Regions from separate parts of the Zea mays genome. Here region 2 is linked to region 1. A link is a contact called in public Hi-C data. All regions are on one chromosome and are shown on one strand. The core of a region is the stretch at or near the end of the contact, and the rest is flanking DNA. Distances in the headings are between cores, read along the strand shown. Region 1 holds the start of LOC109942625 (GRF-interacting factor 10). Region 2 holds the start of LOC100216951.

Region 1 (2,700 bases), core at 73-2,572:
TACTCGCAAAAGCTAACAGTTGGGAGTGCACGGCCCGAGCAGCGCCACTTCTTCCCGTCGCTGCGACGGCAACGGAGGTGGTCAGGAAGTGGCGGCTGGGAGTCACCACGCTCCCCTGACTTCCGACGGCACCGGCGACGCGACGGCGTAGGGTTCTCCTCTGTTTCGTCATCGGGAGTGGCCGCTCGCTTACGACGGCGACTGCGGCGAGGAGGGGATGGAGGAGATTCCTCAGCATCACCTTCGGTGTCGGATTCACCACCATCCTCTTCGACCGTCTCAGCAGCTTCCTCTTCACTATCGTCGTCGGTCACGGCGGTGGCTCCCTCATCCTCGCCATCGGACTCCTCCGCTTTTGCCTTCGGATCAGCACCCTTGACATCTGCTTCGCGGTCTGAGCCAGTCCCACCAGCTTCTTCATCTGAGGCGTCAGGCTTCGCCTCTGACTCCGTGGCCACCGTTTCAGCCTTGGCCTCGACGGCTTTGGCTTCAAGCTCTGCATCCATTTTCTCCGTTCCGTTCTCGCCAGCTTCTTCGCCGGGGGGAGAGGGGGCGCAGAGCGTCGAGTCGGGGGCCGTGCGGCGTCTGTCGCGGCTGACATTATGCGGGGCGGGGAGGGCGGCAACGCGACCCTTGATGGCGGCGCAGATTGCGGCGCGGAGACGGGATCTGCGCGCTTGCGGAGGATCGTTGAGCGCGGCGTGCGGGCGGGATGGCAGAACAGTGCACCGTCTAGGGTGTGGACGCCTACATTAGACACTTAAGTAGTAGTAGAGATTTGCCTTGACGTTTAGCCCTTATTTATGTAATTAAACTAGATTTAATACTTCTAACTAATATCTAAACATTCAATATGATATAGACTAAAGTAATACTAGATTGTAGAACAGATGCTTACTTTAATAATATTTTATGATAGGATAAATTTTAATGGTATTTCTGAAATCTCACTTTCTTTATGTGCCATGGAACCACAACACTACTGTAGCACTAGACAAGCAGTCACCCCGCCACTCCCAAGAGAAATTAGAACCTGTAGACTAAGACCCTGTTCCAATCTCGCGAGATAAACTTTAGCAGCTATTTTAGCTACTTTTAGCCATTTGTAATCTAAACAGGAAAGCTAATGGTGGTAATTGAAACTAAACTTTAGCACTTTAATTCATATAGCTAAAGTTTAGCAGAAAGCTAAAGTTTATCCCGTGAGATTGAAACGGGGCCTAAGCTGGTAAGTAGTCACCGCCACTCCCGAGAGAAATTAGGACTGGTTGGGCCTCTGAGTGATGCCTTGTTGGCCTTCAAACGGCCCTCTAATCTCTCCATGCCTAGTCTACTACCCGATGTACGTGGGGCGTCCACACGTCTAATGACGTCCCCGTGATGACCCCCTCGCGCTGAACAAATTTTCTCCCTCACCACTAATAAATTATATTTAGTATTAATTAACTTAAATTTAATTAATAAATAACAATGTATAGTATGGTACTACAAATACTTTATTGATTTTTAAAACTAAAATTGATGTAAAAAATCAAATATGTTAGTTAAATAGTAAAAAGGAAGCTGGACAAAGAAGGTAAAATAAAGGAAATAATAATTAAGAGAGATATATTTAAATACGAATAGAAAATAGGAATAATAAAATTTGGAAGGGGAATGGTCGGAGAGAGAAAGCTTCCTCCCTCTTCCCTGGTCTGGTCGCTTCTCCTGTAGCTGTAATTTTTGAGAGTCCCTCTCAAACTTTGCTTGCTTGCGCTCTCCATATATCCTGTGGATCGGAGAGGATGCTCTGATCTACCTGTCTGTTCTTCGATCGAGTCTGAGAGATTTGGGAGGAGGAGGGAAACAAAGCGAAAGAGCCCATCTTTTTTGTCTTTTTGGTTCGGTTTCGTGGTTGCTTCTTTTGGACCCCGCGGAGGAGCCCACCGTTTCTACAAAAACCCAATCTTTGCTGCCTTCTCAGCGGTCGAGATCGATAGGTTTCCAGATCTGAGGCTCCGTGTTCTGGCTGTGAGATCGGAGGCGCAGCAATCCGAGCACGCAGCTAGTAGGGAAAGTATCCGAGAAAAGGTAATTCCTTTTTTGCTTCCCTTCCCAATGCAAGGAAAGTATGGTGGACTCGTTGGTCTTCCTCCCTATGATCACGCAATTTGGGTGCTAGAAATGCGCGATGGTTGATCTTCACGTGGGTCCTGTTTGGTTCCAGTTGCAGATTTTGCTGGGGGCAACGGAGCGAGAACAAGTTACTGCAGAAGGAAAGGGCAAAGGTGGGGGAGGCGCCGGAGATGAGGGATGCTATCAGCTCTGATGGATTATTTGAAATCTTGCTGGGGTCCGGCATCACCGGCTGGGCGTCCCCGCAAAGGATCGGATGCCACCGGCCGCCAGGACGGGCTCCTGTGGTACAAGGACGGCGGGCAGGTCGTCGATGGTGAGTTCTCCATGGCCGTGGTCCAGGCCAATAACCTATTGGAGGACCATAGCCAGGTTGAATCCGGGCCGCTTAGCACATCGGAGCCTGGACTGCAAGGCACCTTCGTCGGGGTCTACGATGGGCACGGTGGCCCGGAGACAGCGCGTTACATCAATGACCATCTCTTCAACCACTTGAGGAGTAAGGCCTCTACCGCTGTTGAAGTTCATGCTTTAGATCAAACAGTAGCAATCAAGCTATGCTATCGGATTTACAATCGATACATC
Region 2 (2,700 bases), core at 136-2,635, 200 kb after region 1:
TTCTCTTTGATATTCAGTCCATTTTATTTGAAATAGATATCCTACTAGCTAGTGCAAAATTGATACTTTCAAATAGTTTTTGTAATTTAGTAATTCTCAATTTTAGCTGAAATTTTCTGTGGACGGTATGCTGGAAGAACTCAACATAGTTATATTTATGCATATATGTTCAGTGGTCAAACATAATCTTGTCTTACACTTCTCCGAGTACAAGCAAAAAGCATGTTTTTGTCCAGCATTCTTTTGTTATGTACTGATATAGCACCGATTTAATTCCCTTTTAGCGAAACACTGATTTAATTTTGCTTAGCCCCAAAAACGAGATCTTCTTAAAATCCTTTACTGTTAGTATCTTAATAGTTGTGTGCTCTTTGCAAAATGCAAATCATGAAGTTTTCAGTCATCATCGTTTTTTACTCAACAAATGTTGTATTTATATTTGTTTTTTTCAGTTCAGAGTTCCTTGGCTACTGTGACCACTTTTATCGATTCATTTGTGCTCTCAGTCTCACAGAGTGCAGGCATTGCCGCTTCATAGTCCACCTCTCAGCTGCGGCAATGCCAGTCTTAGTTGACGCCTTGACGGAATATTTGTGTTGCTGTTGCTGTCTATTTCTACTTGTATAATTATTCTTCTAAGAGAGTAAGTTTGGTATATGGACCAAGTTACTGAGTGTTGGGCCTAACTAGACACAATGTCTAGTGTATTACTGAGTCAAAGTTGTCTCTGTATACATGACACTCGATGTCTCAATCAGTATCTTATTGTGCAAGGGAAAAATGTTACGGTTTTTCTCCATAAATCATGATATTATATTTTGTTTGCTACACTGATTTTATCATGTACACAGTCAAATGGTCTAAACTTGCCTCAGCCATGAGCCAAATACTCAGATACATGCAAATCCATATCAATCGAAGCCAACCCTAAATTGGCAATCAAATAAAATAGGTTAGGTCCTACAAGGAAGGAGGGGCTTGGGTGGTGGGAGAGGGATCACCCAATCCCCCTCTGTATTGATTCTTCTGTGGATTGTATTGTACCCCTAACTTGTCAAACGAAACGTTAAGGGACATGGTACACACGATAATTTTTTTGCAAAAAGTTCGAAGTTAGCAAGTTAGGGTTTGGGTGCTCTGTTTTACACAACAGGAAGGGAAGAGAAGTGTAGGAATACCTGGCGTCGCCCGGCGAAGAGACTGACGAATACGAATGCCTTGGTCCTCGGGACCTGGCGTAGGGCGGCGGCGGCAGCCTACCCAGTCGTCGCAGCGAGAGAGAAGGGGGAGAGAAAGAACGAGGGGGACGGCCGGACGGGGTAAAACGTGAACGGATGCAGGAGTGCAGGACGGGGCTTGCGGCGGACGGCAGTAGCCCGGTCCTCGGGCTCGGGCTCGGGCTCGGAGGGAGCGCAGCGCACCCGCAGGGACCTTGTCCTGGACTCCTGGGCCGACTTTTGTCCCTTTTTTTTTTGGCAGTTTCTCTTTTCTTAGGTTTAGGTGACTAGTTATTTTTAATCTCTTTAGTCAGCAGGTTTTTTATTTTATTTGACCTCTCATTTTTTTTGACATCCACTAATTAATAGAAATAATGCAGTTATTATTGGCACCAATTAATACTATTTAATCAGATTTAGTCACTAGAACCAAACGAGGTATTTTAGTTACTAAACTTTAATCACTAAAATTTAGTCAGGTGAATAATAGAGTGACTTTATTTCAATTTTCTGGATGTTTGGTTACCAACAGAATAAGAGTGGAGTGACTCCTATATCTTAATATGGAAATTTTAAAGGAACCAAACGGAACCTTATTTATTTAGAAACATATCATGTGCGATGGTGCAATTAAACGATCCCGTGCATATCAAAATCCAATTATGGTTGATATTTTAAGTAAAAGAGGTTAAATATAAAATAGTAGTTATCGTAAGATTTTGATCAAATGTACTAGATCGCTTGATTACACGGTATAAAAATCCAATTATGATTTGATATTCTATGTAAAAGAGGTTAAATATAAAATAGTTACTAGATTTCGGACGAAAAGGGATCAATGTAAAATAGCGGCCATCGTTAGATTGATTTTGATCAAACGTACCAGATCGCATGATTACACGGTTGTATGAACATGATTGATTGAATCGGATGTATTCTCTAATTCTTTTTCCTTATCTCTTTTTTAATGTTTTCCTGTTTGGGCATGATCTCTTCCTTTTGTGTTTAATATCTTCGTAGGCCACAGCCAGATGTGCCAATGTATCTTGGTAGTCGTAGGGTCGCAGCTATATGAAATTGCAAGCAACTCGCAACCCAAACACGCATTTCAATATAATAAACTTGGAAGAAGAAAAACAATCCAATCTGGTAGAATTATCACTATCAAGTTATGTTATGGACTAGATATGTGCCTGTGCGTTGTGACGGCGTATAAGTTATTCGATAAATATTTGTCGGGGACCGTAATTATGGGTACCTCCAATGCTCTTTAACCTGGCCGGAAAATATCTTCAGAACAAACTGCAAAGACTGATTAAGCACGGTTCAAGTCAAGGCCTCGTCTACTAAGAGACGCGATCTCGCCTCGCCCGAGCCCGGCCTCGGACGGGAACAGTAGTCCCGGACGGATTCACGCCTCGCCCGAGGGCCTCCTCAGGCAGTGGGCGCACCCTTGGCTCGCCCGAAGCCTGGCTCGGGCAGA

Evidence for each region. Hi-C and Micro-C count contacts between places; a contact is called where the count stands out from the background.
Region 2: a Hi-C map of tassel shows a contact between it and region 1, with 1.7 times the contacts expected there. The contact joins the promoter of LOC100216951 here to the promoter of LOC109942625 in region 1. A contact is called at or near these places in 3 of 25 Hi-C or Micro-C datasets (ear, leaf and tassel).

Annotation. Positions count from the first base shown.
Region 1 is chr9:132,023,832-132,026,531 of Zm-B73-REFERENCE-NAM-5.0, forward strand. It overlaps LOC109942625 (GRF-interacting factor 10), which reads right to left and starts at 1,323. Exons shown (of 3, transcript XM_020544741.2): 1 at 1,241-1,323; 2 at 1-747. The coding sequence starts at 1,323. It overlaps LOC100285006, which reads left to right and starts at 1,811. Exons shown (of 5, transcript NM_001372158.1): 1 at 1,811-2,070; 2 at 2,207-2,614. The coding sequence starts at 2,293.
Region 2 is chr9:132,228,146-132,230,845 of Zm-B73-REFERENCE-NAM-5.0, forward strand. LOC100216951 reads right to left here and starts at 1,386. Exons shown (of 4, transcript NM_001143333.2): 1 at 1,179-1,386.